2 separate regions of the Sus scrofa genome follow, and region 1 is linked to region 2. A link is a contact called in public Hi-C data. All regions are on one chromosome and are shown on one strand. The core of a region is the stretch at or near the end of the contact, and the rest is flanking DNA. Distances in the headings are between cores, read along the strand shown. Region 1 has its middle 160 kb from the start of MARCKS. Region 2 has its middle 290 kb from the start of MARCKS.

Region 1 (6,882 bases), core at 4,133-6,632, 130 kb after region 2:
TTCATGCTATGGGAAATGCTTCTGATTAAAAAACAAAACCAGAAACATCCTTCAGGATCTAGTTCAAGGAATAGACTACATTTCTATGGCTTCAAGACAGGAAGGCGAGAGAGAGAATAAAATAAATAATTTTGATATTGTAAGATTGTCCATGTTTCAATCTTTAGCTAAATATTCATACATAGTAGGTTGTTCTAAGAAATAAATGACTTTTCCAATGAAAATGACTTGTAAAAAGCCAGAAAATGTAAAAGAGGGCAGAGTTCCCATTGTGGCTCAGTGGTTAACGAACCGGACTAGTAACCATGAGGTTTCGGGTTCTATTCCTAGCCTTGCTCAATGGGCTAAGGATCTGGCATTGATGTGAGCTGTGGTGCAGGTCGCAGATGCAGCTTAGATCTGGTGTTGCTGTGGCTATGGTGTAGACCAGCAGCTGTAGCTCTGATTCGACCCCTAGCCTGGGGACCTCCATATGCCACATGTGTGGCCCTAAAAAAAGACAAAAGAAAAAAAAAAGGTAAAAGAGGGCAAGGAAATAAGAAATGGACAGTTTTCAAATAATCTTCAAAAAAAAAAACTTTCTTCAGTTTTAGCTTATGTTAAAGTATAGCTGTTCAGTAAATCTCGATTCTCTTAAACCTTATTTATTTTCATCTTCTTTCTACCCAATATGTGTTATTTGAATCTAAATTCAATACTAAAGTATTTTGAGGGGTTTTAAAAAGCTAAGCTACTCACACCATAAAAACTGCTCACCACAATTTATGCATTAAGTGTTACAGGAACAGCTTTCAGCATGAAAGCTGAAGTCCCCAAAGAGGTATGTGAATAGATCTTTATCACTCCCAGGCATTAATATCGAGGTAAAAATGAAGTCACACAGGACAAAGATTCAGGAGGAAACATATTTGACATTTACCTAACAGTTGTGCCCATTCTAAACACAGTCCTATAAGTTGTCAAATATTAAAACATTTGAAATGGCATCTAAATAAAGTTTAAAATAAATAAATATAAACAACAGTAAATGATGAGAAAGCATTTATGTTATGATAGATTGAGCCACTTTAACTTGCTGAACTTATGACAATGAAGTTCTAGAAAATATGTTCTCAAAACTGGGTGAATCAGGAGTCCCCCTCAAGGCTCAACGGCATCAAACCCAACTAGTATCCATGAGGCCTTGCTCAGTAGGTTAAGGAGCCAGCGTTGCCATGAGCTGAGGTGGAGGGCGCAGACACGGCTCAGACCCCTCGTTGCTGCGGCTGTGGCATAGGCTAGTAGCTACAGCTTCGATTCAACCTCTAGCCTGGGAACTTTCATATGCCTGTTTTAGGGCAGGTTCAGCCCTAAAAAGACAAAAAAAAAAAAAAAAAAAAAACAAACTGGTTGAACCGTGAACATTTCAGTCAAACTGATTATTGTGATTGTCACGGAAGACAAATTAAGGAATTATACTAGTTTCGAAACATAGTATTTGTTTTGCTTTGCTTCCCTAAATTCAGTGGAATTTGAATTTAGGTGGATGTATGGAAAAGCTAAAATGTAATGTGTATGTTTAGCCCTCAAGTGCATGTGTGCGGAACAGAGCAGACTTCCTCAATTCAGAACACAAGACTAGGGGGAGGTGTTCACTAGGAGTTCTGGCCCCAGGGCAGTCACCTGGGGACCCAAACTCCCACCTGCCACAGCACTGGGATGTGGAGACCAGAACAAGTACTCTTGAAAACTGCTAAGAGGAGCAGACGCGATTCCTAGAAACTGATTTATTTGTGGATTCTGGAAACACATCAATCAAACGAGCACCAGAACTTGGAGAATAACAATAAGCTCTGGTCAAAAGCACACTTAAAAATACACTAAGTTAAAGAGAACCTCCTGCTCTTACTTAAACCAAAATTACATAGCCAAAATGGAGTCATTTTTATGACTAAACAGATTGTCTTGTTTGAAGAATGAAAGTTTACTTGGCATTTTAGAAAAAAATAAAAATAATCTAAAATGATCCCAGTTCCATAAAAGAGGAAATAAACCCTATTAAAAGTTTTAAGAAATGATTAATTAAAATCTACAATTTTAGGAAGCTTATCGTGCCTGTTAACAAATCCAATACAGCACAATTGAATCAATTAAAATATCAATTGAGACTTTAAATTATATGGATTCCAGAAAGAAAGTGGTTGGAGGAGTACACAACTGCTTTTTCTACCAATCAAATGATAATACAGTTTAAATAACGAAGCAAACCGTGTGACACTGCAATTATGTCAATTACCTCAAACATCTGAATCACTCTGGCCACAGAGCAGTTTGATTGATGTTCTGCTACCTGGGATCCAGCTGGCTTTGAAACCTCAGCCTAAATGGAGATGCCTCTACTGATCTTGCCTTAAATAATGAATCTGTACCCTTTGACAAAGACAAACCACTAATACAAAGCAACGGTGAGAGTAATTGATGGGAAGTATGCTAGTTGCAAAAACATTTTTTGTTGACAAAGCTGGGTACTCTTGAGTAAAGGGCACTGAGTCAGTTCAATGCCATTGTTACTCAAAGACATACACAACTATAAATAAAGCCCATCAATTAATGCATATTTGTCAAGCTCCTATTATGTTCTCAAAGACCTTGCCCATATGGAGCCTAAATGTTGTTTCATAAAAAGAACAAAACAATTGGAGAACTCCAATGTAAGACAGTGTTCAATAAACTGATGTGGGCAAGGGGTACAGCAACAATTCAGAGAAGGCTGACAGGTGTGAGCTGATATCTTCAGGGAAGTGTGCAGACAAGGTGAAACCTGAGGCTGTGGTAGAATTCCCACAGGTGGAATAGGAAAAGTGTTAGAATCAGGAATGGAAGAAGAAGGTACAAGTGAGTGTGATAAGAAAGAGACACTGAGGAAGGACAAAAAAATGTCTGAATAAGCACAGCCTTCAGTAGAAGAGCTAGAGAGCTAATACGTTAGGAATTGGGTCTCTGCTTGTTCATACTGTTGACAGTTGGCCATGAGGTCTGACTTCCAAGAACCAAGCTGCCCTATCAGAGAACCTCTTCTCTGCTAAAACCAGGGCCGATAAGAATTCTTTTATAAAAATTTATTTTTTTTTTTTATGTTTTTGTCTTTTTCAGTCCACACCCAAGGCATATTGAGGTTCCAGGCTAGGGGTCAAATCAGAGCTATAGCTGCTGGTCTACACCACAGCCACATTAACACCAGATCCCAGCTGAGTCTGCCACCTACACCACAGTTTACGGCAACACTGGATCCTTAACCCACTGAGCAAGGCCAGGGATTGAACCTGCGGTCTCATGCATGTTAGTCAGATTCATTTCCACTGAGAAAACAACGGGAACTCTGCCGACAAGAATTCTTAATGGCTTGCTTTTTCTAGAGGGATGGGAATGAACAAAAATAATAGACTTTTTATAATTAAATTTCCTACAGGTAATATAGTTGGATTACGCAGGAAAATGCCCTTATGCTAAAGTATTTAAGGGTGAAGAGTTATGATGTCTTCGACACAGTTTCAGATGGTTCAACAAAAAAGTACGTATATACAATAGACATGATTAGTAATTATTAATAATGATTAATGTGAAAAATTGATGAACCTAGAAAAAAAGTTTATTGTACAACTAGTATTTCAATTTTTTTTTTTTTTTTTTTTTTTTTGCTTTTCAGGGCCATACTCGTGGCATATGGAGGTTCCCAGGCTAGGGGCCAAATCAGAGCTACAGCTGCCAGCCTATACAACAGCCACAGCAATATAAGATCCTAGCTGCTCTGTGACCTACACCACAGCTCATGGCAATGCCAGATCCTTAACCCACTGAGCGAGGCCAGGGATCAAACCTGCAATCTCATGGTTCCTAGTCAGATTCATTTCTGCTGCGCCACAATAGGAACTCCTAGTATTTCAACTTTTATGTAGATTTGAAAATTCTCAAACTAAAAACTTGAAGTTGGGTCCCCTTGCCTTATGAAAGAAGAAAAAACACACCAGGTAAGCCTTAGAGATGAGATAGATAGATAGATAGATAGATAGTTAGATAGATGTCTAGACAGACAGATAACTAAGTAGATAAAAAGAAATAGAATCTTCTGTCTTACCTCTTACATAATATTTCATGTCTTTCTTGAGTTATATAAGCTTTAAAAAGAAAATGCAGAATATATTTTCCGAAGTAGCTGCCATTGTTGAGTTCCGAGTGAATCCTGGAGTTTTTTAACACATTAATTATTCTTCTAGGTTGCCATGCATGATAGGCATTATTATCTTCTGCAGATAAAGAGACTGAGGGTCCAATAAATTAAGTAACCTGCCCAAATCAACACAGCTTATTCTGGCAGAACTAGAATTCAAACTAAGATTTCAGTGACTCCTAAGTCCTTGCTTTTCCATTTTGGGTCTATGCCAACCACGTTCTGAAAGTGAGGCAAAGGCATTATTTAGCTTCTTAGGTTGCCAAGTGGATTGAATGTCTGCATCCACCTCGGATTCATATGTTAGAGTCCTAACCCCCCAATATGTGATCACAGGAAAAAGTGGGGCTTTTGAGAGGTGATTTGGTCATGAGGGCTCTGCCTTCATGAATGGAATTAGTACCCTTACAAAATTTGCTTGTCCATTTCCGTCACATGAAGACACAGTGAGAATCAGAACCAGAAAGCTGAAATCAGACATCAGATCTGTAGGCACCTTGATCTTGGACTTCCCAGCCTCCAGAACTATGAGAAATAAATTTCTTTAGTTTATTATCCACCTAGTCTATGGTATTTCTGTGATAGTAGCTGGAACACACCAAGACACCATGTTTAACCAGTGACTGGATTTCAGCAATATTTGAAGTACAAGGGCCTGGAAGGAATAAGATTCTTCAGATGAACACATGTCAACAAAGGCTATGAGATGGTTGCAAGAAAATATATAGAAGAGAAAAACTCAAGAGTTAACATGAAGAAAGAGTAAAGAATAAAATAACTCCATAATACCTAAATCTAACAACAGACTTACAGGATATATACAGTATATAATTTGCTCTCAGCAATTGAAGCAGTCAGTATTCTTGCTCTAAAAATAATTATAAAGCATGACAATAGAACACAGAGAAATGATGCTCAGCATGGAAAAGAAGACAAAGAAAAATCCAGGATTCAGAGATGATCTGAATAACCTATAAACAAAACTAGAAGTCAAAACAGTAGGGAAAAGAAACAGCTGCTGGATAATCTAAATAAGTATTTAAAAAAGAATGGTTTCCAGAAGTAATTGAAAAGACAACCTAAGAAGCCGAATCAGCTGACTGGACAGGCAGACCCAATTTACAAGTCCCTGAGGCGTGACTGCTCGGCTTTCACTGCCAGCACACACTTTCCAGTCCTCTCTACCCTCGCATAGCAGGACACAGGAGCCCTGGCCAATGTGGAGGAGCTGTTTGCCTTGCAGAGTTTGCTACTTCCTGCTTGCCTCGTGACTCCTAAGCTGACTGCTGGTGTTTATTACAAACAGAAGAAGGAATCTTCATTCAACTGATTTTTATGAACACCTACTATATTTTAACCACAGTGGCAGTGTCCAAACCAGCTCTATAAGTTGTGAGGCCCAGTTCCAAAACTATGATGAATTTCAAAATGGCAACAATGGAGCAGGAAACTGCTAACAAGTGTATCACCTCTCTGAGACAGGGCTCTGTGTGACAGCCCAGGTTGTACATTCCTGAAGCTGGCCTCACAGAGGGGCTGTCCTCCAAGTTCACACAGCTTGCTCTTTGTGAGTTTTCGTGGCCTCATAAACCCTAGTACGAGAGTCCCTCTTGCACTATATTCAGATCCACAGTCATGATCCCTGTAATTGTAGGAATTGTTAAATTCAACCCCTTGACATCTCATCTCTCAGATTCTCTCCATCAACATTGCCAGTAACCAAGTTCTAGCCATAATACTCTCTTCCTGGATGACTGTAACAGCCTTCTCTTTAGTCTCACCCTCCCAACCATTATCTACACTCCTGCCAGGAGAATCTTTAAAGAGCTAATTTGATCTGATCACTCTTCTGCTTAAACTCCTTCAAGAGCCTGACATTGGTCTTAGGATGAAATCCAAACTCTAACGTTGCTTTCAAGACCATGGGCAATCTGTCCCAGGTGACTTCTATAGGAAAGTTTCTTTCTGACTCACCTCCCCCGAACTCCTTGGACCAGCTCTACTGTTTGTTCACTTTTCATGCCACGTGGCAACCTTTTTTTCTCCATTTTCTGTTCAGACAGCATTTCTTCTAGAAAACCATCTCAACCTTCTCTCCTATCCTAATCTCTAAGGTGATCCGATCATGTGTTCCCAGGGTCCTTATCACAAAGGTCATACTTGCTTGTTCATTTGTCTGTATCATCAGTTTACAATAATACCCACAAGGGCAGGAAGAAGGTTTTACTTAGTCACCTTTAATCTTGAATGTATAGCCCAACTCCTGATTAATAAGAAGCACTGGAATATTTATTGAATAAATGAAGACAAACATCAAGAATCCATTTAATGTACAAATACATTTCTTAAGTCTTTGTAAAAGTATCATTCTACTAACAAGGAAAAACAAAAGAGAAAAACTGGTAGCTTTTTTGAGCTCATGTGTCCCCAGAAAAATCCCACTATGAGCCACTGTGTCATCTGATGTCGCCAGGTTTTAGCTCCAGGTCTTCTTGACCTGCCGGTCACAGAGGCTGAGCTCAGACAATAATCATCAAATTAGCAGTCCATGCATATGGTTCTTGACCTAATGATTCGAGTATTTATCTGATGACTGATCACATCTACTCCAAACATTTTTCTTCCCAAGTTAATTGTTAATTTTTGAAAGAAACGGATAGTGTGCTTAATAATAC
Region 2 (7,170 bases), core at 2,099-4,598:
AGGCAAAGTACCCATTGGTAATTTTTTTTTAAATACAATTTTCCTAAAGTTGAACAGATAGAGTACAGAGACAGGAAAAGACAAAAACTGCCATGCTCCTGGAATGACTCAGCTATAATCACAGGCCACAGAGGCACAGCATTTTGTTCTTATGATGATTATCAAGTGGACCCCACAAAAGAAAACCCTTAAAATTAATGATTTCACTGCTGTATGTAGATCACCTGGAACAGTAGAAATGTTTTTCAAGTTTCATATTAAAAGAGTCAACTGGTTTTGATACGAGAATAGAAAATATTATAACCCAAGGGGAGTTCAACATTCAATTATAGACCAGAAAATGGCATGTCATAGAGACTAAGAAATTTGTCCAAGTCACCTAGCAAGTTACAATAGAGCCAGGAAAAAATCCAAGGCTTGGTTTCCCCTCCAGGTTAATGATGTTCTGTTAACTACATCACCATCATATCACCTTTGTCTGGGAATCACCTCTTAAACTCAGAATTAGGCTCTCAGTGGTCACGCAGAGCCAAGAAAAAAGTTTACAATCTGTCACGGATGTCATGAACTATTTCTCCACAGGCCAGAACTATAATCACCCCCAAGGACTCACACAAAAACTATATTGTCTTAGAGCTCTATTTAAAGTGTAGTCTTTTATTATTGCAGTTGTCTGCTTTCTCCTTTAAATCTTTCATTCTCCCTACCTTAAGGTTATTATTGCTGAATTTTCAAATCTCAGAATCAGGACACATGCTCTAATGTGTTTATCTGAATACATTTGCACATAACGATTACTTATTGAGTATTACTTCAAAATGACCCATTTAGAAAAGTCTCAAACTGGTTTGAATCCTCACATACATGTGTACATACTCCATTGCCATTCATGGTGGTGCATGGCAATGGAAAAATAGGATGGAATTATTAAAATCAGGATTGCCCTTGATTGGTGATGGGCTAGAGATAAAGGGCTATTTTGACACCATAGTTATAGCAAACAAAAGAAAATTAGAAAAGTTAGAATAGGTGAGGAAATGAGAATTACTGTCTTGAGAACACTATAGAAAATGGTTTCTTCAGAAGCAACAGCTGACAAAACTCCCCAGGCGAATAATATAAAGCCATTTTGTTTAAGGATGAATTTACCTGTGACCAGGGCACAGCCTAGGACACAGCAATTGAGGCAACTAGGATGTAACATATAAGGAAATACTCACTCTAAACTTACTCTCATGTCGACCCAAGTATCTCCTTAAATCTTACATCCTAGGTGCCTCCTTCTCCCCAGTCCTGGGCCTGCCTCTCCTATCCCTCAGCAGTTACTGAGAATCATGACGTTACAATGCTATATAATAATTAACATGCATTATTATTTTTCTGAATCAGTGAAACATTAAATACTGCAATAATCCCATCAAATAAGACTGGGGAATTAATATTTAAAAGTTTTAAATAATTTAAAATTTAAGCAGTTCCTATTGTGGCTCAGAGAGTTAAGAACCTAACTAGTATCCATGATATGGGTTCTATCCTTGGCCTTGCTCAGTGGGTTAAGGATCCTGCATTGCCACAAGGTCCAGCATAGGTCGCAGATGTCGTTTGGGTCTGGTATTGCTGTGGTGTAGGCTGGCTACTGCAACTCTGATTCAACTCCTAGCCTTGGAACTTCTATATGCCACAGCCAGGCCCTAAAAAATAAAATTTAAGTTTTGGCATACAGAGTGTGGAGCTTAAGTTCTCTGCAATGAGCATTCCACCTGAATACCTCACCCCCAATTCTGCTGTTTGACTCCCAGACTCCCACTGAGTTCCTGTACTATTCGTACCTGCCACCTTCCTTCCCTCTCTGATTGATCCAGAGCCATCACCTGACACAGACCAAAGCTAGACCCATCAAAATATAGCTTCAGAGAATTTGAAATTTAGATACAAAGGCTGGCACAGGGGACTATATCCAATTTCTTGAGATAGAACATGATGGAAGATAATACGAGAAAAAGAATGGATGTGTGACTGGGTCACTTTGCTGTACAACAGAAATTGGCACAGTGTTGTAGATCAACCACAGTTTTTAAAAATTAAAAAAAATAAAAGATACAGAGGCTGGAGGTCATCAGAATGTGGGTATAATTATCAGCAAGGAAGTACACATCTCCTACAGTCCGGGAGCTGGTCCTGCCTTTCTAGGCTTGGCTGTTCACCATGTAGAGTCCGTTTGACTGCCCAGCACCTTTCCAGTAAATCTCCCTTTTGAGATGAACTTTACCATTAATTTGTAACTTGTTCCTTGTAACTCCCAAAGCTGAAAGAAACACAGACCCTTCTCTGTGGTGGGAAGTGTGCTAGGTGCTAGAGTACTAAGGACAAACCTAACACAATATCCACTTTGACAATCTCACCAAGCATCAATGGTAAATGTGGTATTGCTCCCACTTTTCTGAATATTCCATAATTAATATATATGAGTCCCTGTCTTTTTTCCAACAAAGAATCCCCTTAGTGTTGAGCCTGGAAATTCTAGGAAGACATAAAACCATGCGGTTTTGTGTATTAAACATAGGACTTTCAGGCTATATTAATCTTCCAGTTAAATGTTTCATTTAAGATACCATTTGATCCTAGTAAATTTTAAATATTAATTACAGAAATTCTGGAGAAAAAAATACTTTTTAGAGAAAAAAGTTTATTTTAGATAAAACATTTTGGAGAAAAAAAAATGTCATAGCCATAAGGTTCACAAATAATTAACAAGGAAGGCAGGAACGTATGTTACAAGTAAAACTAATATTAAGCAGGATTTCTTTTTCACACTTTGAAAAATACATTTTTCTGTAAACAAGCAAAATCTTAGCAGCTGGAAACCTGTTATGTGTTTAATTAAATGGCCCACACATGTGTTTATCATACACCACTAGGCTGCCTGTGACTGGGATCCCTGGGGTGTATGGTCAGTCTTTTGCTTCACTGAACTCCAGGCTAGAGGTCATGGGAAAGGGGGTTCTTGTTTGAGTTTTCTCCCTTGCAGTTCCACAGTTCCTCCACCAACTACTGGCATATAAACAAACCCATGTTCAAAAGGTTATGGACTCTGCTGACCTAACCCACCCTGAAGTGCCAGACCCGGCCACACGCCCTCTGCACTAGACTAGCTTGTCCAGCTCATCCAGGCAGCCCCTCTCCCCCAGGCCAGGTTCATCTGATGGATTTGCCTTTTGCTCTCTTCCTCCCCTGGGGAGAGAGATTCTCAGCCGAGACTGGGGCCAAGGGGACCAGTGAGGCTGAGATGCTGATTCTCCCCCGGAGGAGCTGAAGTTCTCCAGATGGCAGCAAGCGCTCGTCATGCAAATTCTTGGCAGCAGGGAGCCTGTCAAGTGGCTACTGCTGCTTATTGTTACCGCCACTCCCCCACCCCCTGCACACAGACGCAGAAATACCATCTGTCTCCTGTGGGGCTCAGGGGGACTTGGAAAGTCCCGGAGTCGATGCCGCTTAGCAGTCCTGCGCTGTGCGTGCAGCCCCAAACAGGAGTTGCCTCAAGATGGCATTCAGTCTCGAGGATCCCTGAGCCAGGGAGCTCTACCCCGGCCGGCCGGCAATCTCCCTCCTTCCTGGCCGGGCCCCCGCCTGGCTGCATCAAGGCAGTTTGCTAGCGGATTTCTCATCCGATGTTGATGAAACAGAAATACCAAAATCGGTTCTATTTATCCCCTCCGATTCTGGGAAGAAGATAGAGTAAGTTAGCAACACGTCTGTATCCCTAAGTGAGAGAAGGAATAGCGGAAAGCACACCCCGGAAATGAAAAACCCAGGAAGTGTAAAGGATGCCTAGAACATCGAAATGATTTCTTGCTTGCTTTCCCTCCTCTCTCACAACATCCTAACTTCTGACTAACCAAGATCTCTCCCTAAATGTAAAAGTTTTATGTATAAATAAATGAATGCTGTCAATCAAAGATTCTAAGCTCTAGAAAAATCTCAAAATTTTGTCCATCATTTGCGTCCTGGAACCACTGCAGTCATTCAATAACTTTTCTAATTATCATTGTTGAAATTTTTTTGGTCATATATATAAATACAAATGAAAGCATAATAATAAAGTTCCACATCATTTCTGCATCCCTCATGTTGTCTTTTTCATCCCAGAAGTATGGGAGTGAGTTATTAATATGCCTAAATTCAGAGGAGACTATCGTCCTCTATCCGTGCAAAAGTCCTCTTTTACTATATTTTAAACCTTTAGTAATAATCCCCTATAGACATAGACTTCCACAAAGAACATGTACTCTCCACTTTCTAATCTACCTTCCATATATTTCCTTAGAAGAACATCCTTAAAAAAATTCGCTGTTTTGTACTTACGTACTTTTAAAAAATTATATATATTGAACTATAAATTGTATCATTCCTGACTTATTCACCAGTATTATGCTTTTAGATCTATCTCTATTGCTAATCTTCCTCACAAAGGATGTCAATTTCCCATAAAAAGCCCCATTCTGTCCTGACTAGGAAAATGACTAGTAAAGTGACTTTTCCTGGTGATAAGTTTGAGAACGGCTGGCATGCTCTGCTCTGTTCTGCCTGCCTCCTCAGCAGTCCTGGCTGCCTGCAGGGAGTCCAATTTGTCTTCTGCTCTGGTTTTCTCTCAGTTGGGCCCCTTTTCTTCTCCATTAAACTGTATTTTCTAATGCTACACTATCCGGCAATAAAAGCATTATTTAGATTTGCATCTGTTCTTCCTTTTATTACTCCAATTGTTCAGAATCCAAGAAAGGAAGAGGCTCATTCCTTATCAGGGGCATCCTCGAAGACCCCAATAGCTTTGGTAAACCTAGGTTTCATGGTTTGCATTTTCACGTGAAACTTCCATATTCCTCTGGTGATAAAACACTTGCAGTTGCCTCCCGTTCTTTTGCTAATATAACACTAATAAACAGATTTTCCTATGATTATGGGGAGATTTCTCTGGGGCATACACCAGGGGTAGGATTGTTGGATCACAGTTACGTGAATATTTAATTTTACTATAATAGTAGGAAATTACTGCCTGAAGTGACTACACCATCTTACTTCCACCAGTAGTCAATATTATGAGGCTTTCTAATTTTTGTCAGCCTGATAAGGATAACTCATGATTGTTTAAATTAGTAAGTATATGCTATTAACTATTTGATCTCCATCCCCATGCTTTCATGAACTCCTATTCATGTTTCATTCGTGTGGTATTAGGTAAAAAGACTTGCTTATTTTTAGGAAATAATACATGCAGTGTGTGTGCATGTGTGTGCATGTGAGATGGATGTAATATAATTATCATTTGTTGACTTTCATGTTATAAATTTCTTCTAACCTATATCTGCTGGCTAACTTTGCTTATGGAACCTTTTGTTAAAAAGAATGTTTGTATTTAGATATTGCCAAATATATCAACATTTCCTCTCCTCACTTGTGCTCTGGGCTATGGTTGGGGTTTCCTCTAAATGAGGTCATGAAGTTAAATTCCTATATTTTCTTTAATAAAAGCATTAGGTTTTTGCCTTTCAAATTTAGGCCATTAATCCACTTAAAGCAGATTATTTTCTTTTCATTTCACTTCTTTTCTTCTCACAGTATGAAGGATGAATTTTGAATTTTTCTTCATGTCATGACCTAATTTTTCTATTGCTTATACTAAAGCATCTTTCTCTTCCTTGCTAATTTACATATTTTTTTTCCTCCTCTTTCTGGACTCTATTCCATTTCATTATCTACTTATATTTTCCTATGCTAGCACTACATTTCTCCGAGTTTTTTTTAAAGTTATTTTAGTACATGTTTAACAATAGTTTTGCAATATGCCTTAAATTTTGCTTAGACAAGTCCTTCCTTGGCTTCATTTTAATAATTATTTTAAATATGAAAAAAAAAAGGAGTTCCCGTAGTTGCTCAGCAGTTAGCGAACCTGACTAGCATGCATGAGGATACAGGTTCAATCCCTGGCCTCGCTCAGTGTGTTAAGGATCTGGCGTTTCAATGAGCTGTGGTATAGGTCCCAGAAGCATCTCGGATCCTGCATTGTTATGGCTGTGGCGTAGGCCAGTGACTGCAGTTTCAGTTGGACCCCTAGCCTGGGACCCTCCATATGCTGTGGATCTGGGCCTAAAAGACTAAATAAATAAATATGCAGGGAACTTTATCTTTCTACACATATTTTAAAATCAATTTTTAAAGCTACTCAAAAATCCTCCTGGGATTTTGATCTAATTAGAGATAATTTATAGATTGTTATGAAATTTTGTAATATATATTTTGTGATATATATTTTTAATGGTATTTTCTGTCACTATATACTTAAAGATATTAAGTATATCTTTCCATTTATTCAAGTCTTGTCTTTTTATTAGGTTAATAATGTATTGATTCTCTTGAATTTTCTGATATGTGTAAATAAGTCCATTTTTTGTCTCCCTTCTGTAGTACTTACTCATTCTTTCTTTTCCTTATTTGGCCAGAAGCTACCATAAAGTTTTGCCAGCAGGACTGAAGATGAACATCCTTATCCTCTCCCCAACTATAAATGGGCTGGACCTGGAATACCTCCATTAGGTCTGATAGTTGCTTAGGTTTTGTAACAGAGTTTTGTCATATCTAGTACTTCTTATGAATTGAATTGGTTCAAATTAGTTGGTGATGCTTAAAATTTTATACTTTCAAGTTGAACATTACAAAAAAGCAAATGAGGCAATTTCAGAATACTAGCTGTCAAGAATGTTTAAAACTTTCCATCATCTTATTGAAATCCACTTTTTCAGATAGGGAACCAATGGTTTTTTTTTTAATGGTATTTGCTATCACTTTCATTTACTTCTCACTTGAAAAAAAAAAAGTTTCAAAACACATAAAAGTATTTGCTCTCCTATAATCCTACATTAAGGGAGCAAACATACTCAATGCAAGCAAGTTTTAACAGTGGAACTTCTAGTCCTGGTTTTACACTTTGAGCACCACACTTGGTCCTAATTAAAAGACCAGCATTTCCATGTTTGTTCCACTACCCTAAAACTCCTCAAAATACTATATGGTAGCCAAAGCTTGATTTCCTTAGTTCTTTTTCTTTTTCTTTATTTTTCCAATTAGCTAAATATCTCCTCATAAATTTAGGTTTTTATTTCACTTATTGCCTTACAT

The links. A called contact is a pair of places that touch in the nucleus more often than the background predicts.
Region 1: a contact with region 2 is called in a Hi-C map of liver, with 4 times the contacts expected there. The contact joins two enhancer-like sites. A contact is called at or near these places in 2 of 47 Hi-C or Micro-C datasets (epiblast stem cells and liver).

Annotation. Positions count from the first base shown.
Region 1 is chr1:79,627,504-79,634,385 of Sscrofa11.1, forward strand. No RefSeq gene overlaps it. Among named protein-coding and RNA genes, the nearest start is that of MARCKS, 160 kb to the right of the region's middle. Within about 2 kb of position 5,383, at least 17 of the 83 cell types and tissues checked have an H3K27ac peak or open chromatin away from gene starts, as enhancers often do. A contact at or near this core is called in liver, where this site is marked.
Region 2 is chr1:79,495,518-79,502,687 of Sscrofa11.1, forward strand. No RefSeq gene overlaps it. Among named protein-coding and RNA genes, the nearest start is that of MARCKS, 290 kb to the right of the region's middle. Within about 2 kb of position 3,349, at least 53 of the 83 cell types and tissues checked have an H3K27ac peak or open chromatin away from gene starts, as enhancers often do. A contact at or near this core is called in liver, where this site is marked.